Regions from separate parts of the Mus musculus genome. Here regions 2, 3, 4, 5, 6 and 7 are each linked to region 1. A link is a contact called in public promoter capture Hi-C data. All regions are on one chromosome and are shown on one strand. The core of a region is the stretch at or near the end of the contact, and the rest is flanking DNA. Distances in the headings are between cores, read along the strand shown.

The links. Promoter capture Hi-C pulls out the DNA fragments that hold promoters and counts their contacts. Capture Hi-C pulls out chosen DNA fragments and counts their contacts.
Region 2: a contact with region 1 is called in a promoter capture Hi-C map of pre-B cells, with 10 times the contacts expected there. The contact joins the promoter of Phc3 here to the promoter of Ttc14 in region 1. A contact is called at or near these places in 2 of 39 promoter capture datasets (liver and pre-B cells), 1 of 484 Hi-C or Micro-C datasets (CD4 T cells) and 1 of 9 other capture datasets (liver).
Region 3: a promoter capture Hi-C map of pre-B cells shows a contact between it and region 1, with 13 times the contacts expected there. The contact joins the promoter of Prkci here to the promoter of Ttc14 in region 1. A contact is called at or near these places in 2 of 39 promoter capture datasets (erythroid cells and pre-B cells), 1 of 115 datasets of contacts at active chromatin or transcription factors (astrocytes) and 1 of 9 other capture datasets (liver).
Region 4: a contact with region 1 is called in a promoter capture Hi-C map of liver, with 4 times the contacts expected there. The contact joins the promoter of Ccna2 here to the promoter of Ttc14 in region 1. A contact is called at or near these places in 7 of 39 promoter capture datasets (the C10 cell line, embryonic stem cells, erythroid cells and 3 more), 2 of 484 Hi-C or Micro-C datasets (CD8 T cells and pre-B cells) and 2 of 9 other capture datasets (adipose tissue and liver).
Region 5: a contact with region 1 is called in a promoter capture Hi-C map of pre-B cells, with 10 times the contacts expected there. The contact joins the promoter of Skil here to the promoter of Ttc14 in region 1. A contact is called at or near these places in 3 of 39 promoter capture datasets (the 3T3-L1 cell line, liver and pre-B cells), 1 of 115 datasets of contacts at active chromatin or transcription factors (astrocytes) and 1 of 9 other capture datasets (liver).
Region 6: a promoter capture Hi-C map of pre-B cells shows a contact between it and region 1, with 21 times the contacts expected there. The contact joins the promoter of Anxa5 here to the promoter of Ttc14 in region 1. A contact is called at or near these places in 2 of 39 promoter capture datasets (liver and pre-B cells), 3 of 484 Hi-C or Micro-C datasets (CD4 T cells and CD8 T cells), 3 of 115 datasets of contacts at active chromatin or transcription factors (astrocytes, bone marrow-derived dendritic cells and thymic regulatory T cells) and 2 of 9 other capture datasets (adipose tissue and liver).
Region 7: a contact with region 1 is called in a promoter capture Hi-C map of pre-B cells, with 10 times the contacts expected there. The contact joins the promoter of Cldn11 here to the promoter of Ttc14 in region 1. A contact is called at or near these places in 1 of 39 promoter capture datasets (pre-B cells) and 1 of 484 Hi-C or Micro-C datasets (B cells).

What each region holds. Positions count from the first base shown.
Region 1 is chr3:33,798,757-33,801,866 of GRCm38.p6, forward strand. It overlaps Ttc14 (tetratricopeptide repeat domain 14), which reads left to right and starts at 1,427. Exons shown (of 12, transcript NM_027619.4): 1 at 1,427-1,680; 2 at 2,200-2,324; 3 at 2,435-2,634. The coding sequence starts at 1,523.
Region 2 is chr3:30,967,757-30,970,866 of GRCm38.p6, forward strand. Phc3 (polyhomeotic 3) reads right to left here and starts at 1,659. Exons shown (of 15, transcript NM_001165954.1): 1 at 1,618-1,659. The coding sequence starts at 1,631.
Region 3 is chr3:30,994,141-30,997,250 of GRCm38.p6, forward strand. It overlaps Prkci (protein kinase C, iota), which reads left to right and starts at 1,631. Exons shown (of 18, transcript NM_008857.3): 1 at 1,631-1,945. The coding sequence starts at 1,845.
Region 4 is chr3:36,571,594-36,574,703 of GRCm38.p6, forward strand. Ccna2 (cyclin A2) reads right to left here and starts at 1,445. Exons shown (of 9, transcript NM_009828.3): 1 at 1,188-1,445; 2 at 45-710. The coding sequence starts at 230. Bbs7 (Bardet-Biedl syndrome 7 (human)) reads right to left here. Exons shown (of 19, transcript NM_027810.3): 19 at 1,550-2,029. The coding sequence ends at 1,896.
Region 5 is chr3:31,093,358-31,096,467 of GRCm38.p6, forward strand. Skil (SKI-like) reads left to right here and starts at 1,701. Exons shown (of 7, transcript NM_001039090.2): 1 at 1,701-1,800.
Region 6 is chr3:36,474,319-36,477,428 of GRCm38.p6, forward strand. Anxa5 (annexin A5) reads right to left here and starts at 1,569. Exons shown (of 13, transcript NM_009673.2): 1 at 1,255-1,569; 2 at 1,112-1,142. The coding sequence starts at 1,114. It overlaps 1810062G17Rik (RIKEN cDNA 1810062G17 gene), which reads left to right and starts at 1,619. Exons shown (of 3, transcript NM_028183.1): 1 at 1,619-1,921. The coding sequence starts at 1,817. It overlaps Mir7009 (microRNA 7009), which reads right to left and starts at 1,206; the gene lies at 1,143-1,206.
Region 7 is chr3:31,148,351-31,151,460 of GRCm38.p6, forward strand. Cldn11 (claudin 11) reads left to right here and starts at 1,570. Exons shown (of 3, transcript NM_008770.3): 1 at 1,570-2,025. The coding sequence starts at 1,800.

The sequences.
Region 1 (3,110 bases), core at 177-2,676:
TTCTTATCTGTCTTCCACAAACAAACAGAGTCACTCCGAGCCAGGGCGTATTTTCATCTTTAGAGTCTAGTGTTTGTTACAGGATATACATATGTGTTTACTATTTTTTGTTTGTTTTTTGGTTTTTGTTTGTTTGTTTGGTTGGTTGGTTGGTTTTTCGAGACAGGGTTTCTCCGTGTAGCCCTGGCTATCCTGGAACTCACTCTGTAGACCAGGCTGGCCTGGAACTCAGAAATCCACCTGCCTCTGCCTCCCAAGTGCTGGGATTAAAGGCGTGCACCACCACGCCCGGCTTATGTGTTTACTTTTAAGATGAAATTTGAAATCACAGTAAAAGTAGGGTTAGAAACCAAGCAGTGAAAATCTGTTTGGAATATTCTGCTTTCTTCATTTCCTTCACCATTTTCGTACCCTGTACCACCCCCTCCCAACAGTTCATTAAACTATTCATATTTCTTTAAAGTTTCTTGGAGAGTTTTTAAGTTAAAAAAAATGTAGGTGGGGTTGTAGCTCAGTGGTAGAGAGAATCCTTGGCTAGCATGCTGAAAACCCAAGCACTAACCAACTCCCTCACTTTCCATTGTACCCCCTCTGGTCTGGTCAACTATCCAGTGTCCTGTCCCTTTCAAAAATCACGTATTTGTCACGAAAGAAAATGAATTCGAAACCCCTGTAACTGGAAAACAAACAAACAAACAAAACAAACAAAAAAACAAACAAAAAACAAACAAACAAACAAAAGCCCTGATGGTATGGGTGTGGTGCCCAGGTGTAGAACAAAGTTGTGTGGGGTTATGGGTTACACTCGGTGTAGAGCTAGCACTGAAGTGTAGCCAGCAAACGCTGGCCAGTTTTAAGTAAGCCACCTAAAGCACTCGGTACCAGTGTGTACCAGGCAGCCCACAGATATCACCCTAGTAGTAGGCAGCTTATCCTAAAACTCCTACAAAGCCACGCCAGAACAGAGCATGCGCGCTGCGCTTTAAAGCTCTCCGGGCTGGTGACAGCCACATCCCTCTAAAAGGCAGCGAGAAACAAGGTGGACACGCCTCCAGCCGCCGCCAAGTCAACTGTAGGTCCTTGTCTGTCTGCCCCACGTCGGTCTAGCAGGCAGCTTTCCTGCGACCGCCACCTTGAGGCAATCCTGAGGGGACGCGGGCGCCGCCCCGGGCAGACAGGACTGAGGAAACTTCCTCCGCGGCCGCCCAGCCACCCTTGCACCGCTGAACTCGGCAGCACCCGGTGAAAAAGAGACCGGAGCTCTGGCCTTGGCGACCTAGGAACCACACAGCCCGACGTACGTGCTAAGCTCAGGCGTCCCCACACGTCACACCTCCAGCCTTACTCCGCCCTCGGCGCCAGACCCGCTTCGCGCTTCCTGCGGGTTCCCGTAGTCCCGCCAGGTCTCGCGAGACTGAGGCAGCTCGCCGCCGCGAGCGCTTCCGGGAGGTTAGCGCGTCCGGGCAGCTTCCCTCGGCTTGCGGGAGCGCGGGCTCGGACGCCGGAGCCTGGCGGGCTCGCCATGGACCGCGACTTGCTGCGGCAGTCGCTGGGCTGCCACGGCCCGGCCCTGCTGTCGCTGCTGCGGAGTGAACAGCAGGACAACCCGCACTTCCGGAGCCTGCTGGGCACGGCGGCCGAGCCAGCCCGCGGCGCGGCGCCTCCTCCGGGAGCCGGCAGGTATCGGGGCCGTGACCCGGGCCGGGGCGCGGGGCGGACAGGAGGGACCGAGCCCCGGGGTGTGTGACCAGGCACTGGCTCCGGGCTGAATGGCCGGGATGCGCCTTCCGAGCCGCCGCCAAAGCTTCCCTGCTCCCGTTTCCAGAGAGAACGGGCTTAAAACTTCTTCCGGAACTCAGTGGGTAAAGTCACTTTCCATCGAGCGGCCTGACCTGACCGATTCCCAGGCTTCGCAAGGGTAGGCGAGAACCAATCCCAGCCTTGTCCTATGATCCCCCAGTTGCACACGGTGGCACATGGACGCCACATCACAGCACTAAATAAATGCATACTGAAAAGCTAAAATAAATAAAACTTCCCCTGGAGACACTAAGCAGGGTTGGGTGATGAAAACTGCCGTACACGAGTTTGGATGTATGAGAGCGTGGATCAGTGAAAAAAAAAAAAAAAAATATATATATATATATATATATATATATATATATATATGTACATGTATATAGTCACCTTTCTTTTAAGGAAAGAGAAGAGAGTTGACAACATTGAAATACAAAAATTCATCTCTAAAAAAGCGGATCTGCTTTTTGCACTGTCTTGGAAATCAGACGCATCTCCACCCTCTGAAGTGCATGACGACAATGACAGTAAGTTTAGTCTGAGAAGCTTTTCAAGATTTACTGGTTAGTTTAAAGCATTTTATCAAAGGAGAAGGAAGTCAGAATGATCGTGGTGATTTGGTTTTATTTTATTCCAGATCTTTATGCGGTCATGCCACCCTTAGAGCAGTTCATGGAGATGCCAAGCATGGACCGGAGAGAGCTCTTCTTCCGAGATATTGAACGTGGTGATATAGTGATTGGAAGAATTAGCTCTATTCGGGAGTTTGGTTTTTTCATGGTGTTGATCTGTTTAGGAAGTGGCATCGTGAGAGATATTTCGCACTTAGAAATCACAGTAAGTCACTCTACACTCATCCCATGCAAAAATTATGTGCTTATCCAAGTCTGTTTACATTTACCTGGTAGGATATTGGGGGGGGAGGGTTAAAGATAAGCTGAAAAAAAAAAAAAAAAACAGTAGTTGTTCTTACCAAAAGCCTTAGAGAGCTGGACATTGACAGTACATGCCTTTAACCCTAGTTCTCAGGAGGCAGAGGTGGGCTGAACAGAGGTGGGTTCAAGGCCAGCCTGATCTCTATAGTGAATCCCTATCAAAAAAAAACAAGTACTAGAGTGTTACGTTTCCTCCATTGTGGGTGTTTCAAGGTTTGGAGAACTCTGTTTGCAGGTCAGTCTCCTTTTTGACATCATAGAGATTAGTGGTTGTGATGATGTTCATTGGTATTCTGAACAGATATCTTGTGGTTAAACATATGCTTAATAATTGCACATTAGATGTTCGTATGTAAGTAATCTAGCAAGTCCTTCCTA
Region 2 (3,110 bases), core at 409-2,908, 2.8 Mb before region 1:
ACATCTTTACAAAAATCCCCCCCCCACAGAAAATTGCTCTAAAATTTGGGGGTGTGGAATATAATTTATTCAGCTTCCAATGCACAACCAGTAAAGTACACGTTTGTACCAAACTTTCTAATCTTTTCCCTCCAGTATTATGATCTTATGTCATTTATGTTGTAGTACAAATTTTTACCCACTGAGAAATCTATACTTTAATAAAGCCAAGCCTCTAAGGGCTTCCATGCTGTTACAAACTAAAACCACAGTAGCTGTCACCCCAGGCTCAGAAGGCCCCATGAGAATCCACTGGATTCCTCCTTCCTTGTCTGTCTTTTTCTCCTGAGAAATAAAAGTTGAACCGGCTGGCATTCCCACCGTCGACAAGCCTGTAACAAGAACATTTACTTCTCTTTCTTAAAAATCAAAACAAAATAGGGTGTCACTACGTAGCTCAGGCTGGCCTCAATGAGACTCAGGAGTCTCCAGCCACCATAGGCTGTATTAACAGCTCCAATATACAAGGGAGAAAGTAAGGTGAAAGGAAAAACAGATGGGGCTGCTAACTTCTTTTAGTGGGAGCTGAATCACATTTTTAGACGTTCTGCTGTTCATTTCCTTCCAATCAGCAAACCACAGTATCATATGGCACCTGCTCAATACTACACTCAATCAGCAGTAAGGTAAAATCTTGAAACTACTGCGTGTCAAAACACTTTGGCACCGGGACCAATGGCATCCAAGCCACCACCGTAAACCCTGGCCTTTCAAAGTCTTATTCTGCTCAGCTGTGCTCTCAAAGCCCAAAGGCGGGCGAAGAAGACAGTGAGTTCTGACGAACCAAAAATGGTCAGGGAACCTAGACAGTAATTCTAAACATTGGATGTGTGCAACTGGGCAAACCATCGCTTTACATTTCGAGGCCTGGTACAAAAGAACACTTTCGGGGAGCGCACGGGCTTGGCACGGAAATACTTGCCGCGTTCAGCTCTGGCACTCCAGAGGCCTACCCGGGAACCTGAAGTTTCAAGTCGCCAACTGAGCATAGCATCACAGCGCTACCCAAGAATGCGGCCCTCCAGGGAGGGAGGCTCGCCGCCGCAGCCCGAGCCCGGAGGGGGACTGCAAGGAAAGGCCGGGGAGGTGGGGAGCCTCGGCCGTGGGCCGCAGCCGCTGTCCGGACGCCTCCCTGCGCCTCCCCGCGCCCCCGCCGCACGGACGGACGGACGGACGGACAGACAGACGGCTACGGGCCCGCAGGAGCCAGCGCGGAGGCCCGGCGGCGCCTGCCCAGCCGGACACACCTCGGCGGGGACCGCGGCTGGAATGACAGCCCCGGCCGAGCGCCGCAGGGCTCGCGTCCCGGGAGAGCCCGGAGACTAGGGTCCCCCGGGTAGCTGTGCGCTTAGGACCACACAGCCCCGGGACCGCACGGCGCAGCACGCACTCCCGAGGGGAGGCTGGCTGGACCTGCCATCCTCCTCCCACAGTCGGGCTTCTCCACCACGCCGTGGCTCCCGCCTCGCCTCCGCCCTGCACCGCCAGCCTCGGAGCCCCAAGAGCTGCCTCGGGGGAACGTGTCGCAGCCCTCACTCGCCCCCCGGTTACGACATCAGTCACCAGCAAGTCACTCACTCCGCTTCCGCCATCTTCTCTCCTCCATCACTAACACGAAGTGCGCATGCGCCTCCTTTTCCCCCTGCAAGAGCCAAGAGCCGAGGGGCGGGATCTGGGGGGCGGGGGGCGCAGAGGTCACGTGAGGCCAGCGACTGCCAGGCTCCCTCCCACCTCAACTCTCTCTGTGAGGTGGCCTGTGTTTCCCTAAGTGGTCCTTCCCAGACACCCTCTATTTCTATGGCTCAGAATCTTTGTCTTAGCCCGGGGTCTGCGACGAATATAGAAAAAGTTCTGCTTAGCGCTGGAAATGTAGAAGTTGCTAGAATACTTTCAGAAACGTGCATCAAGTCTTAGGTTCAATACCCAGCCCCACATAAACCAGACATGGCTAGGCCCTTAGAAAGTGTTGTTTTGAATAAAAATTCAAAGTCATCCTAGACTATATAATGTAAAACAGAAACCCCATGATCCTGGTTCTATAAGAAAGCAGACTGAACAAGCAGCAGCCCTCCACAGCCTCTGCATCAGCCTCTGCATCAGCTCCTGTTTCCAGGTTCCTGCCCTACTTGAGTTCCTGTTCTGATTTCCTTTGGTGATGAACGGTGCTATAGAAGTGTAAGCCAAATAAACCCTTTCCCTCATGTCCTGCTTTGGGGATGGTGTCCCCATACCTTGCAAGGGTAAGCTTCTGTTTCCTGAACCTAAGATATCCTGAAAACCATGCTTTTTAACCTCTGCTGAATTTGTAACCCCATGATGTATACTCCTTTGCCTTGCTAAACTCCTGAACATCTCTGATGACTCCCCTTCCATATAGTGTCTTACCCTTGTATACCTCACAGCCGGCCTTGAGCCCTGAGTCCCCCCATTCTTCTGTCCTGGTGCTAACAGCCAACGCTCTCAACAGCTGTAATCTATCAACCCTAATCCTTGCCCCACAACAGAGACCTCAAAAGCCAGTGAGGGGCTGCTTTCTGAAACCTGAACTTGGATGAGGCAGCCTTTAGCCAGTCTAAGTATAGCTTGCTTAATCAGACAGTTGTGGAAATGTTTTTCCCCACCTCGGGTCTAACAGAAATTTTAAGGCTAGCCTGGGATATGTAAGACTGTGTTTAAAAAAAAGAAAGAAAGAAAGAAAGAAAGAAGAAAAATTAACTACAACTATAAAACATTAAAAATATGTATCCAAAATAGTCTGAAAAGTGGATTTTGTAGACATACATACACAGTGTGACTTTGCTTCATAGATCCAAGAAATAAGCAAATCTCTGTTGCTCTTGACTGAGAAAGAAGCATAGTGATCGTAAACAGTGTCTCCTATTTCCTGAGATGAAGTGCACTAATCTCAGTGTCTCAGGGTTCCATTGCTGTGATGAAACACCATCCCCAAAGCAGGTCATGGGAGAACGAGTTTATTTGGCTTACACTTCTATATCACCGTTCATCACCAAAGGAAGTCAGAACAGAAACTGAAGCAGGGCAGGAGCTGATGCAGAGGTCATGGAGGGCTG
Region 3 (3,110 bases), core at 381-2,880, 2.8 Mb before region 1:
AGAATTTTCTGTGAATTACCTTTTATTTCTTCATAAATATCTACTTCTTATATGCTAGTTATTTTTCTAGAGCTTTATATAATTGTAAACTTGTCACAAAGCATTAAAAAGTTTCAATAATGCAATTAAAAATTGGTGATCTCTGCCTGGAGAGATGGTTCAGTAGTTAAAGGCACTGGCTGTTCCTCCTGGGAACCTGGGTTTGATTCCCAGCACAACTATCTGAAACTCCAGTTCCAGTGTATCTGGCACCCCTTTCTGACCTCTGCAGGAACCAGGCGGTGTGTGGTGCTCATACATAAAATAATAATTAAAAAAAATGACCATCAGCAATCAATCCATATTTAACGTGATGATGCAGCCTCTAATTGTTAAAAAAAAAAAAGTTATTTAGTGGAAATTTTCATATACTCCAAATTTGTGGACGTTGGATGAAGCTAGTACCAAGCTAAGTGTCACACATAGTAGCTCTGATAAAGCAAGCAACCAAATCTAATGTATGATTATAAAGAAAGCTGCTGGGTAGTGGTGACACATGCCCTTAATAGGACCCAGGAGGCACTAGCAGGCGAATCTCTGAGTTTGAGTCTAGCCTGACAGAATGAGTTCAAGGACAGCTACAGAGAGAAAACCTCTTACCAACCAAAAACAAACAAACAATAACAAAAAGAAAGCCATATCTTTGCTTATTTCAACAATTTGCACATGTTGCTATCTGAGCTGACCTGGTGGCTAGATTCAAGCTACCTTAAGGGTAGAGTAAGTGATACAGGCAAGATCTGAGGAAGTCCGAAAGTAAGTTACACGGACAGATTTTTTTTTCTAATTCTCGACCAGACTAGTGTAAGTAAAATAAATGCTAATGAACTGACACACTAGTTAAGTATTCACTGGGCACTTTCTTCTATAGAATGGCAATATTCACGGGTTGAGGGCCTTGAAGAAGTCTCTCTCCTGTGGTATCTCCCAATTGAGTTTCTTCTTTCGTTGCATTCACTAATGCTTTTGCTACCTACATTATTAAATTCTCCCCGAAAAGGATTTGCTGAGCAGGTAATCAAATCTTGTTCCCCCAAAAGGGAACTGTTTAATTTCAATGATCAATGAAATTGACATGGAGAATTTAATTGGAAGGAGATTCTACATCTTGACGAAGCCATCTTTCCAGTGCCCTCAGATACTCAAGCGGTTTTCAGGACTTCCATGCCTACAACTCCCGGGAAGCACAAGATCGAAAACGCGGCACTCTACACTTAAGGAACAAGTCCCAGAATCCCACCGGGACTCCAAATCCCAGAATCCCGCGCAGCAAATACATTCCGGAAGCGTGGCGGGCTAGCTGGGACGAGACTAAATAGAAGAAATAGGGGAAGCAACCTTGAGCGTGGGTGCTCTGTAGGTTGTTTTGTAGAAATCCTTCCATTTAAAGGCGTGGTTTACAATTACTTATATTAATATCCAAGTATATTCCCATTTCAGAGCGTCTGTTAGTAGGCTGGTGGGTTCTGTTCCCTCTGCTAGCCTCTTCTCCCCCCCGTGAGGATGAGAGCGCCGGGGCTCCGCGACTCCTGAGCCCGCCCTGCCGCGGAATGCGGCCTTGGGAGCGAGCGTGGTGGGAGGAGCCGCGGCGGGAGGCGTGTTGTGCCGGGCGGAGGGAGGAGCGCTGGGGCTCGGGCTTGGCGGCGAAGCGACCCCTTGCTCGCTCCGCGCCGCGGGCTAGGCGTGTTGGTCGGCGAGGCGGGCGGCCACGGCTTCCCGACAGGCTCGGGAGGCCGAGACCCTCGCGGCGCCCGGCGCTGCCCCGGCCCCCTCGGCCTCCTGCGGCGAGGCGGGGGAGTGAGGAGATGCCGACCCAGAGGGACAGCAGCACCATGTCCCACACGGTCGCGTGCGGCGGCGGCGGGGACCATTCCCACCAGGTCCGGGTGAAAGCCTACTACCGCGGGTGAGTGTTGGCGGTCAGGGACCCGAGCGATCGTGGGGGCGGCGAGAGGTGCGGTTGGTGGCACCCTGGACGTATGAGTGTAGGTCGCCAGGAGTCGGCGGAGGAGAGTGGGCGCAACCGGAGGGGAGGACAAATCAGCTGACGGAGAAATTTGCAACTGTTTCGGGACTGGGTGGATTGAAGATTTCGAGGGAAGCCTCTGTTCACTCACTACTGTGGGCACGCAAGCCTGGACTGCTTCGTTAGGTGGCTCCTTTCATTGCAGACAGGCCTGAAGCCTCCGTCTTATAAATCAGGTTTACATCTATCCTTCGCCGTGGGAGAGTTCATGAAATAAGTCTGGACTATGGTCAGAGAGCCGCTATAGGTGTTAGAGTTAGTACCAAAGTCGATACTTTTTAATAGGATGTGCACTGGATCCTGGGTGGTCAGAATTAAGGTGCAAATGTGCTGACCCACATTTTGGAAGTTAGGGTGAGCTATCGAAAGGTGAGAAGCCAAGGCTTTAAATTCTAGAAACGATCTTTACCCCACTTGATTACCAAACGTTTAAACTAATGTCTCTGCCAAAAGTAATCCAGTTCTGAGCATAGCCCAAATCATTTTCTATCGTGACTTATCATAAAGTTCTTCCTCTCCTTTGACTTCAGTGTGTGGTTTGAGATAATTTAGGATCTCTGCTGAGGTGAAAGGCCAGCGTGAGCATAAAGACTGGAGAGCAGGGATTAACAGAAGACCTCTCTGCTTGTCTAGGCAGAAATAAATTGCTTTTAAAAGCTTCAAGTGCTACAAGGTTAAAAGAGCTGTGCGTGCTTTCACATTCCTGAGGGGATCAGTGAAGATAGCAGACCTTCCCGGTTCTTTCTTGTTTTCCTTTCAAGAGAACTGAAGCTGCACATGTCTTAATGTGTACATGTAAGGCCTTAGATTTGTGTGTTATCTTCCAGCCTCTGACATTGACTGATTTGGGACTAATTCGTAGAATTTGCAGTAGACAATGTTCTTTTCACTTAAAACAGAGAAAATGAGGTTAAAATAGTCTCCGCAAACGCACTAATTTTTTTTTTTTTTGAAATTTTTAAAAAGTTGGTAGTTGTCATAATAATTGCTTTAGGCATTTTGGTTCATGGTCAGCCATGAACAAACTTTGCAAGATTGGAAGAGC
Region 4 (3,110 bases), core at 195-2,694, 2.8 Mb after region 1:
ACCGCTCCCGCCCGGCCCTCCTCCAGACCCCCGCGCCCTATTACCCGTCGAGTCTTGAGCTTCTGCTGCGGCGCGGGTCCACGCACGTTCCCGGCCTTCAGCACCGCCTGCGCCCGCGGCTGCTGGGCTGGCGCCAGTTTTTCGGGGTTGACATTCTCTTGGTCTTCCTGATGCAGCGAGAGCAGGGCTGAGCCCGCATCGCGACCCGAATGCCTCGAGGTGCCCGGCATCGCGGCTCCGGTCCGGTTCTGTCGGCGGCAGAGCGTGCACAGCGCCCGCCGCTCCGGAGCAGCGCGGGACCCTGGCGGCCGACCCGCGGAGCAGAGGCTGCAGGCGGGAGGAGCGTAGAGCCCAGGAGCCGCGAGCTGCGCGCCGCCCGCCGGCTGCTGGTCTTGTAGTTCAAGTAGCCCGCGACTATTGAAATAAACCAATGAGGGCGTCCGGAGTCCGTGACGTCACCAGAAGCGCCGGTCGCCGCGAGCGAAGGCCCGACGGGAATCTTACAGGGCGGGAGCCTGAGGACGCGCCTGCGCAGAGGAGGGCGGGGCGGGCGGCCGCTTTCGGCCGATCTCTGCTGCTCAGTGGATCTGTAGCCTCATAGGATCCTGCCGGAGCCGCTGGGCGGTCCAGACAAGCCCTCGGGGCCTCGAGGTGTCGGCCTTCGCCTCAGCTAAGGGGTGAAGCGCCTTCTCCTGGTCGCTGGGTGGCGCCTAGGCAGGAGCGTATGGATCTGAATGACAAACTGCCCCGTCCTGGGTACACTACTCCTTTCTCTTTCTCTGTGATGCTGCCATACAACATAGGGAAACGCTGGAACTTTTACTGTTTACTATTGTTTCACCTCTCCTGTATATCATTTGTTTGTTGTTTGATTTTGAGGCAGGGTCTCATAATGCTGTCCCAATTGTCCTGTGACTCACTGATATCCGTTATCAGAGCTCACTGATCTGGGATTAAAGGCGTGTCTCTATGCCCCGCATTCCAGTAAACTACCCCACCCCCACCCCCAATTAAAGATGGGTTAATTTAAAATGCCAACATGAGCTATTGTTGATAACAAGTGGTGTACTACAAGAAATTCAGCTGTCCATTAATTTTGCTAATCCTTGGTTGTGACATCAGACCATGAAGTTCCACTGACCCAAATAGATATTACATTTAGAAATGAAGTGCATTGTGGTACATACCTTTAATCCCAGAGTTTCAGATCTCTGAATTCAAGTTAGTCCAAGTCAGCTATGTAGTGAGATGATGTCTCAAAAGTAGAAAAAAAGTGTTCATAAGAAAACCGGGCAGCCAGGAGGCGATGGCCAAGCCTTTTCCGGGCATCTCAGGAGGCAGAGGCAGGTGGATCTCTTGAGTGCAAGGCCAGCCTGGACTGCAGAGTTAGTTCCAGGTCAGCTACACAAAGAAATCCTGTCTTGAGAAACCCTGTCTCGAAAAACAAAACAAAACAAAAACCACAAAAAAAAAAAAAAAAACCAACCCAAACACACACACACAGAGAAATATATACAAAACCTAAATAAATATATAAAGACACAAGTATATTACCTTAAATGTTCACATTTAATAGTTAAGAATCATACATAAAATATAATAAAATGTAATCATTGTTTTCATAACTACCCTTTGAAAACAAAAGACAGCTTATTTGCTCTTATTTAATAGTATTCTAAAACTTTCAATGCAATATTCCCCTGAAATGAATGACTAAAAGATCTTCTTTTCCCCTCAAGTACACAATAAAAAGGACTTTCATGGGTACTCGTAGGGGGATGCTTAGAGGCCGTCACTCTTCTGATTACATGTGGGACGTCCATCTGAGGTGCCTCGGGTCTGATCAGGCTCTGCTTGCTTCTTCGGCTGTCCTGTTGGCCTACCTTGTTTATCTTTCATGCTGCATCGAAGAAAGAAATCAGTGTGTTCTGGTCGTAGCTGTCGAGAATCTCCAGGAGCATGGGTACTTTGGTTTTTACATTAGTGCCTTTGAACTTAAATTTATCTATAAAAAGATCAGTAATCATACCTACGAAGAAAAATATTATTTCTTGTTATTGATTAGTTCTTTTAACAATGCATGTGGCATTCTCTCACCACCTGAGACTCCATTATTCAACACATACAAGCCTGGAAGAGGTTGGTGTTTTTAAAAACAGATGTGTATGTGGAGAAGGTTTGAAGCAACTTTCAAGACATAAATATTTGATAACCTTCTAACAATGGGTTGCAACTGCTGACCTAGACAAGCCACTGGTCGCGATTCTGAATCTGTGTCGGTGCACCCTGCATCCCAGCGACTGACTGCTGCTGCATCAGGAAGAACGTCTGAACTGAAGCACTTCACCCATGGGCTTACTGGGTGCAGAGGTCTGGGAAATTACTGCACCTTTGAGTTTTCAAGATGTAACACAGAGACAACTCAAGTTGTCTATTATTTATACAAGACCCTTGAAAAAAAGTATATTTTAGGAAGAGAAAAAGAATATACCATTGATACTTTTTATATTGGTCCAATGAGACTGAGTGCTGATATCTGCTAACAAAATGGCAATGCTTTTACAATAAACAGGTGAATACTTGCACTCAGTGGGATTTAAAAAAAAAATAGAAAAAGCTTCGTGTCAGTTTAAATCAGGTTTTATCATGAAGTCAATCAGATTAAGACAATTTGCTGGTAAATGATTTACAAAGGTAAACTTTGGTTTTCAAAGCTGCTTCCTAGATTTTGGAATCACAGATGAGAGACGGTAGATCTGCAACACCATCATGTAAGGATATTTTAAGAGACCCTGTGCTTGCCGAATAGTGAACACTCAGATATCAGTACTGTTCATCTGTGAGAAAGTCTTGGGTGCATAATAAATTCTGTAGGCAGGTTAGTGGATCAGTGTGGGCTGAGGACACCAGTCATGATGGCCCCAGGCCTGCATGTCAGGGAGAGAAGGGCTTAATGAAGGCTTTGCCACTAACTAGGTATGTGAGAGCAATCTTTACTCCCATATTTTATCTAAAGATTATTGAAAATGAAGATAAAATCATCTCCCTTGCAGAGCTGCTGCAACAGTTAAATATCTCAAGAAAGATAGTGCAGTGTGCTGCACACAACA
Region 5 (3,110 bases), core at 451-2,950, 2.7 Mb before region 1:
TGAGCTTCTGTCTCTATGGCAATAACAGATGGGAAGTGCTGCGGAATTATTCATGTTCACACAGGCAGTCAAGAAGCGTCGAGTAGGAGGTGGGAGAGGGGCATGACCTGGGAGCACGGAGATGGGGGCCGACAGGAGCTGGGGCGGAGGCGGTGATGAGAGGTGACATTTGTTAGACCTATTGTGGGGGTTAAAAAAAAAAGGACGAAAAATCCTCAAGCACAAAAGTATTCCCAATTGGACAACTGCAAATGTAGACCCAAACATGAGTAACCCCGAAGCGGTAAAATAAACCCGGCGAGAAAAGGAAAAAAAAAAAAAAAAAGAAAAAAAAAAGGTGGGGTGGGGGTGGGGTGCGCCACCGTCGCCGAAGCTCGAGTTCCCTAAGTCTGCGCAGTGCTACTCGCTGCGCTATTTCAGTTCCTGATCCTGCGGTGGGGTGGAGAAAAGGGGATTTCTTGGTGTTTCGAAATATGACGGGCTAGCTTCACAGAGTTGAATATTCGAGCTATCCTGGATACGTTGGCTAGGAAGTCCCCTCACCCACCCCCGCCGGCGGTTCGAGGTGGCAGCCGAAAGTGGTTATCTTCCTCCACCTCTTACCGTCTCTGGAAAAATTAAAAAGAAAGAAAGAAAGAAAAAAACACACCCGAAAACACCAACCAAAGTGCTTAGTGAATCAGAATGGGTCACTTATGGAGGCTAAGAGCAGCTGGGGCAGCAAGATCTGTCCCCGCGGTGCGCAAACCGCGGACTCTGGGGCGATGGCGGCCGGGTCAGGCCACCCCAGAGCGGCCAGGCGGGGCTGCTCACCGGCAGCTGGCAGGGCGGCCGCGGCGGGAGGCCCCACGGGGGCGAGAGGCCCCGCGACGTCGGCACTGGGCGGGGGGAGGGTGGCAACACTGGGAGCGGGGAGCACGGGGGCAGGTGGTGGCGCTGCGGGGGGGGGGGCGGTGGCAGCGCGGGGGCGTCTGCGCGGCGGGCTCAGCCCGGGGGTCGCGGCGGGGAGCCACCCGCAGGCCACCTCCGGGGCGGGGCCGGGCGGCCAGCTGCGGCCGCGGGGGTTGAGGGGGGCTGCTGGCCGAGCCTGACCTCGGGCGCGGCCAGCTGCCGGGGTCGCGCACAGTGCAGCCCGCCGCGCCCTGCCCCCTCTCCCCCTTCTCACCCCCCCCGCCTCGCAGCGCGGCGGCCCGGCGGCCAGGGCGCCCCCAGGTCTGGCCCGTCGCCACACGGCGGCGGGCGTGGCGAGGGCGGCCCCAGACAGCCGGCTGAGCGACTCGAGGAAGGAAGGAGGGCGGCGGGGGTGGGGCCGAGGGAACATCCTGTCTGAGCCGGGCACCGCAGACAGCGCCGTGCGCCAGCCGCCCAGACGGCGCGCCGGGCCAGCAGCGCGGGGTACGCGCGAGGGGGGCGGGGGAGCGGGAGCACGCGCGTGCGCGGCCGAGGCGCCAGGCGCGCGCCCCGGTCGGGGCTGGGGACGCGCGCGCAGCCTGCAGTGTGCAGCCCGCCGGGAGCCACAATAGGCCAGACGGCGCGCGCGCCCGAGGGGCTGGCTGGCGCGGGGCCGCGCGGCGCCGCTGGCTTCGTTCCCTCCCCTCCCCCGCCCGCCGCCCTCGCTGTCCCCCGGGCGGCCGGAGACGGCGGCGGCGTCTGCGGGAAGCCGTGTCTCCGCAGTGACGTGGGCGGGCCGCGGGCCGGGTGACGTCAGAGGCTGTGTGTAGCGATGTGTGTGGGGTTCGGAGCGGCGCCGGCACAGCGAAGGCGGCTGGCGAGCGACGGCGACGGCGACGGCGGGCACAGGTGCGGCCGCAGGTCGCGAGGGGACGCGAGGGGCGTGCGGCCTCTGGGGGCGCTGAGGCGGCGGCGGCGGGGGTGATGGGGAGGGCACAGAGCCCGGGGGTCTGCCCGGGCGCGGAGGGCCTGAGTGGGGCGTCCGGGATGCGTGGGGGTCCCGGGCGGGGTCGCGGGCACAGGGCGCGCGGCGGGGGTCCCACGGGTGTACAGGCCTCGCGGATTCTGGGACGGGTCAGCTGGGAGGGGATGGCGGTGCACTTGACCCGAGCCGCCGGGACCCAGGAGACCTGGACCCTGGTCATCGCCGCCATCCCCCGGCCGTCTGCGCTCGGCGGGGATGCCCCGGGCTGGCCCCAGCTCTAAGCGTCCGGCGACGCGGGCTTCCGGGCTTGGCGCCTAACCTGCCCGCGCCCCTGTGGGTGCCACGGCTCAGGGTGGGTCAAGTGGGGGGAGGCGCAGCCCTGGGGCGCCTAGGTAACCCTAGAGAACTTCCCGCGGGCCGGGGGCGTGGGGTATTTCCACCGGCGGCCCCCGCAGTGGGGCGATGTGGGGAGGGCACTTAGGGTGATCCCAGTCACAGAGGTGGGGGTTGGGAGGACTCCTACTTCCTCTGCCCCCTCTCACCTCACCAGACGCCGGGAGTCCCCTGCTTCCCTGTCCTTTGGGTTGATGATGAGTGGGTGTCTCTGCGTGTGCGCAGGGCTGTGGGGGCGCCCCTGGTCTAGGTCATGCCTTCTGCCCTTTTCCTTGGCTCGCCTTGGCTGAGGTGTCCCTGTAGTGGCGAAAGTCACAGTACGGTGGCTAGGTGGCTTTCGTCCATAATTCTCTGGGTTTGTGTTAACATAAATTGCTGGGAGTTTAGAAGCAAAGCTTTTTATTTGTCGGCTTTTACTGGGTTTTCTCCAGGGAGGGAAGTGGATGAATACTCTTTTTCGCCACTCTGCCTCCATTTGCATTCTTTGTGAGGTCTGTCTGCCTTGTGCTTTTTGTCCCGGATTAGTCTTGCTCATGGATGGAGATTTCCAGGCGTGGAGTCTTACAGCTTTTGGCTTCCATTAGGCAAATTCGCTAACCTTTTAAAGGGAAAGTTTTTTTTTCTTCTTCATTCCAAAAAGATAGTATGTATGAATGTACTTGAAGTTTAGTTGCATATGGTAGGTATATTAACATGTATCTTGGGGGGTGGGGAGACCAGAAACTACAGGTTTTTTTTTTTTTTTTTTCTAACGAGAAAGGATTGTTTTTTAAAATTTAAATGGCATGCATAGTTGAGAAAGCCTCTGGTACTGAGGTTTGGTTATTCGTATTCTAAATTT
Region 6 (3,110 bases), core at 319-2,818, 2.7 Mb after region 1:
GAGAGAGATCGAGTGTGTGAGTGTGTGTGTGTGTGTGTGTGTGTGTGTGTGTGTGTGTGTGTTTTCAGGCACACTGAGTAGGCTGAAACACTTATTTAAAAGATTGTCCAGACTCTGAACAGGTCAGTCACATTGGCAAGATTAAATTAGTTTCATTCAGGATGAAAGCTTTGTTGTTTTGTTTGTTGAGGCCGCCTGTTAAAGCCAAGGCCCTTGATGACCAAAGATGATCTTTCACTCCTGATCCTCCTGCCTCTACCTCCCAAGATGTGGGATTCCAGGTATAACCACTTTGCCTCAGGGCGGAATATTTTAGGTATGATAACTTCTTCACATGACCAGCTTTGAAAAATTACTACATACGCTGGGCGGTGGTGGTGAAGGCTTTTAGTTCTAGCCCTCAGCAGAGGCAGTCTGTGAGTTCGAGGCCAGCCAAGGCAACACAGAGGAACCCTAGCTTGGAAAACAAAACAAAACAAAACAAAAATCAACTTTTCTTTGCTACAGTCTTGAAAAATACTAAGAGATCTCCTAAAACAATGACAACAACAAAAACCTATTCGGAAGTCAACTTCTGAAAGAATCCCAAGGCAAATTCAATTCAGAACTCGTTTTGCCAGTTCATTACTTTGGAAACCCAGCTTTTTGGTTCACTGCCTTTAGCAGAAAAAGAGAAAGAAAAGGCACAGTCGGTTCCTGTTAAATAAGTTGCGCCTTGCGCTGGAAAAAGCTCCCCTGAAGCACCATGGAGATTGCCCACGCACACCCAGTATTCAAACACAGGAAACTGCGGGAAAAATAAAAAAATAGGGGAAGCCAAAGGGCGTTCTCCTCACATGACCAAGAGAACTGTTCCTGCTCCGGATCTAATTTTGGCAACTCTGGATTTGGGGCGGCCTGATTCACATGCACCGGGGAGAAACACCGGCTGGTTCCGGACACTCCGGGGCGAGGGAGAAAACAGGAGAGCGCACACGGAGGGGGACACCCAAGAGGTCACAGAGAGGACACAGAGCGGGACACAGATGGGAAAGGCGAAAACCAAGAGACTGCGAAGGCAGCTGCCTTCAGAGAGGGTCCCGATCGCCCTGGTCGCGGTCACACGGCTTACCATGATGCTGTCGGTCAGGAGTGGACTGGAGCTGCAGGGAGAGGGGAAAAGAGAGACAGGGTCACTGGAGCTCTGGTCCCCTGACCCCAAAAGGGCCCTGAGCCCTTGGTGGAGGAGTCGCTCCCGGGACTACGGCCACTTACCAGGCAGTAGAGCGCAGGCTGCGGGTGAGAGCAGGACCGATGCACACGCCAAAGGACAAGGCAGTACTCTTCACAACTCCGTGCAACGGAAACGCCCTGGGCAGCCCAGCCTAGCCCGACCTGGCCCCGCCACGCCACGCCCCTGCCAAGATCACACACCCACCAGGGTCCCGCCCCCAGAGACGCTGCACTATAAGCCCCGCCTTGTCCCAGGCAGCTGCCACATCCCTGGATACGGTACTTTCCTCAGACAAGGCCACCCCCCTACCATGGCCACCTCCCTAATTAGGTCCCAGCCCGGGCCGCGCCCCCATCAGGACACGCCCTGCCACGTCCTAGCCTCTATGCTCCTGCGCCTGCGTGGGGCTTTTCGCTCACTCTTCGCTACGCTGGAGGCGCTGCAGGCCCAGGGGTCTGGGTGTGTCTAGAGAGTTAGGGACTGTCACAGCGGCACCTCACAGCGTCTTGCACCGCACTCTAAGCATGGGACAGTGAGGACCTTTTCCAGACTGCTTTCCAAGTGTTTCGTGCTAGTGTTTGCCTCTGGATGTCCGTGTAGCTGATGGGCAGCTCTTTTAAGAGCTGTACCTGGCAGTGTCAAAGCCTCAGAGCGGAAATGGTTTCACTTCCAAACTCAGCCTGTAACTTCAAAGACCCCAGGTGCAAGGTGACTAAGATGGAGCTTCCCCGCCCCCCCCCCGCCCGCCCCCAGGCCTAAAGACGCTGCAAAAGGATCGCGGATGTTCTAGAAGGATCAAAATCAGGTTTTTGAGCAAGAAGAAGCTAACCGAGGGTGGGGGTTGGGGGAGCCTTGCCACATGCTGAGTCTGGCCCTGATAGGTAGACTGATGGTTTTCTGGAAAAGCAGACAAAACTGCCGCTGAGGAGGGGAAGCCTGCCATTTTCCCTTGTGTACCCTTGTCCTATTGCTTTTCCTGTTCATGCGCCCCCTTCTCTGGGGACCTAGCCGCTCCCACAGCCTTAGACATTCCAGCACCTCTCCCAGGGAATTGTAATTTCTAGACTACTTTGGTTTTTGTTTTGTTTTGTTTTGTTTGCCTACACTAAGGGATCCTCTCACTTGACCCTTCAAGTACGGTTATGACTTCGATGCAACCATTTCCCTGCCTCCTCGCCCCCGCATTCCTTTAAGGCCCACCTATCTCTCAGTCGCTCACACTTATCTACTTTCTTTCTACTAGCATCTCCTTCAGTCTTTGACCTAAGTATTTTTTTTTCTTACATCTACTCAACTCCGTGTCCTCCTTCTCTGGAGTTAAGACCGCAGAAGCCTGTTTAACAGTGCTGTGGAAAACTGCCTTACGGCTGGCAGTGACTAGTGATCCGCCCTGCAGCCAAGGAGTAACATAAATTATTAGACCCAGACCTTTGATCTTCCCCAGCAAATGTTGCCTTTACATCCTATTACAATTAGCTTATTCACCTGGACCCCAGTCTGGAGGAGCAAGCTGACTTTCCGTGTTGAAAGGCAGAGCTCATGCATGAGAGGGCAGAGGAACACTATTTCCCAAGAAGGCTTTTCAGAAGCCTTTCCTACTAGAGGGAAGGAAGCCTGACTGAATGCTATTGAGTGTTCTGAGCACCTAGGAGACATTCATAAAATGGCCTACCTTAATATTCTAAATATAGCGTAGCACTGAGGAGAGGGCACACTGTGAAAGAAAGCACGAGATGCTGTAACTTGGTTTCTTACAAGCAATAGAATTTTATTTCTCAGCTGTTTGGAAGCTGGAAAATTCAAGATCAAGGCTCTGCACATTCAGGGTCTGGTGAGGGTCGGCTTCCTCAGAGAACCTCATCTCACTGAAGCATCACATGGCACAAGATGCTCACTG
Region 7 (3,110 bases), core at 320-2,819, 2.7 Mb before region 1:
TATCCCACTAGTCTCCTTGATCAAGGGCAGTCTTGGCTTGAAGAGTTGGTGGCATGTATGACCCCATCCATCATGGGGATAACTGCAGCAAGCTCAACAGGATGATGAGCAAAATGTCCATTTGCTGAAATCTGCCACCATTTTAAATAGAATAAGAGGAGAGGGGGAAGAGGCCCAGGTGACTAGATCAAGCCATACAGTAAGATAAGCAATCCTTTTCTTGACTTAAAATTGCACAAGTCCGAAGCTGTAGCTCAATGGTAGAGCATTGTCTGGCTTGCTCAAGTCCGTGGGTTCATCCCCAGTGCCTCCCTCCGCCCAAGGGCACAGAATGAGCCTTATCTGAATGCGTGTAGAGAAGGGGGCTGCCTGGTAGCCTTTGCTGATAGCTTCTGCTTCCCACTCAATCTGGGCTATCGGTTTTCTCGGTGGAGAACAGAAGCTAACTTATTTACAGTGATCTGGGCAGAATGCCTGGCTTTTAATGTATCACAAATGGAACACCAAGCCCTTTAGGAACATTCAGAAAGTGATAACCAGGATGGATTCTCAGGAAAGGTCAGGGACAGGAATGAGCGGGGCCCACGGAGTCTCCTTCCTAGCTGTGTGAACTTCAGGAGCTTGTCCTTTGGGGGGCTGTTTCTTCTGTGTAGAATTGACAGTTGTCCCCACTGCAAAGTGTGGACAATTCAGTAAGCTGTGGTATAAGAACACATGCACTTATCAAGTATTAATAACAGTGAGTAATCGTCACCATTATTGTGACCAGAGTTAATTCTGCTGGCACCATCTTTATTGTGTTATTTGTTTCTTGCGAAGTGTGTATGTGTGTGTTTATGTGTGGCGGTGTGTGTGGGGTGTGTGTCTGTGTACACACGTGTGCACTAGGAGGATGTCCCGTGTCCTGCTCTATCCCCATCTACCTTATTTCCTCGAGCCACAGAATGGCACTGAACCTGGCTCTAGAATGGCAGCTAGCAAACTCAGAGGTCCTTCCGTATCAGTCTAACAGCACCGGGTTACGGACTTAGTAAGCACCATGGCAGGCTTTGTACTGGGTGCTGGGCATTGGGATTGAGGCTCTCTCGTGTGCCAGCGCAGTAAGGGCCCTCACTTACTAAGCTATCTAAGCCCTCTCCCCGGTCTTTTCTTATGGCAACATCGGAGTGCTGAATGTGTCCCCTCTGTTCCTTAGGGGCATAGGAAAATGTACTAGGTGCCCTTGGAAGTGTCCACAGCAGAGAAGAGGGAGCGGTCGGAGAGTTGGTAGAAGTTTAGGAGGGAGACATAGAGAGAGAGAGAGAGAGACTACTTCTCTAGGAGTGAGACTACGCTTAACAAACCCAACAGGAGCTGGACGCGCCCCCTTCACTCTGCGGGTCCCTATCGGGATGGGATTAATTTAATTCCCAGCGCTGACCGTGTGTCACCAGCCGTGGGGCAGCCTGCTGCCCCTCCTCAGCCCCTGCTCCCTTCTACACCCGCACCGAAGCCTGGCTTGCGATTGGCCGGCTCGTCTCGGGGGCTGTCGCGGATTGGCGCTTGCCAGCCCGGGCCCCGGAGTTTAAAGAGGGGGCGGGGACGCGCTGCCCAGCAGCGCTGCAGTCCCCTCCAGGCGCACCTGTCCCCGCTGCACGCTGTCGCAGCAGTGCTTGCAGCCGCTCTCTCCCCATCTCGAGTAGCCCGGAGCCAGCGGCTCGCGAGGGCCAAGAGGGCAAGCCTAGGGAAGGCTCTGTCCAGGACGACACAGGGGGCACAATCCGTGTGAGTCGAGCTGCGTGGACGTCGCTGCGGCCACCATGGTAGCCACTTGCCTTCAGGTGGTGGGTTTCGTCACGAGCTTCGTGGGTTGGATTGGCATCATCGTCACAACGTCCACCAATGACTGGGTGGTGACCTGCAGCTACACCATCCCCACCTGCCGAAAAATGGACGAACTGGGCTCCAAGGGCCTGTGGGCTGACTGCGTCATGGCCACTGGTCTCTACCACTGCAAACCCCTGGTGGACATCCTCATCCTTCCAGGTAAGGACTCCAAGTTTGCAAGCAGCTTCCAGAGGCAGGTTGGGCTAGAATTGGGGATTTTAGACAGGGCTCTCAGAAGTTTGGAGACTCAGAGACCTCTGGATGATACATTTTTGACATCTCCAATCCAACCCTGTAGGAGAATTAGTCCTAAAGAGCCACCTGTCAGCCTCAGTTTCTTTATCTGAACATGAGATGATAAAGGTAACACTGGTCAATCAATGGCTTTGAGAATTTCATGAATCAAATCATATACACATGGTGGGAAATCATATACACTATTGTTAATTCCCCATGATTTCATCATCCCAGGTACCCAAGCTAATCGACCAAAGAGACACTCCAGTCCTCCCCCCACCCCCACTGTGCCATCTCCAGTGGGCTTCCGATTAGAGCTGTCTATAGGCCCGAGGAGAAGAGAACAAAGGGCAATTTCAAATAGGTGTAGGCTGAGCTGAGCTTCTTAGACTGCATGGCACTCCGGAGTCACCCGGATGAGGTTCCGTTCACATTCGAGGAGTCTCTGGACTGCCCGGATTAGTGAGTCTCAGTTGGTTCTCTCAGTTCAGGGCCTGCTTATCTGACTTGTCACCATCTTTACCTACCGTTTGCCCCTGGGATTCCTGCAGTGACTGTGCTTCCCACCCTCTCTCTGCCAGGGTGACACCCTTCTCCAGTTCTGCTCAGCAGGCTGCTAGCTATTGGGAAGAACAAGTACCCTGCGGGGAGGAAACTCCACCAGGGAGACACACTCAATGCCTAGGGTCACAGAGTGGGGTGGGGTGGGGTGGTCGTGGTGGTGGTGGTGGTGGGGTCGGGAATGTCGGGCAGCCTTGGAAACCCAGGGTGAGGGAGTTTGGGAGGGAGCATCTTTGGGTGTCATGGGAAAGTTTTTGGAAACAGTTTTGAAACCTGTAGCCAGTTGGATGACTTGGGTGGTTGTGAGCACCACTTGTGGATTTCTGCTAGAAATCTGTCACCCCCTTTGGCTTCACTGTCACCTAGGTGAGGTGGCCTAACTCCCTCTGGCCTTGTCTGGGTCATGTATATATTTAAGGGCATAGCCAGGCCCTAAGGTCTCGAGA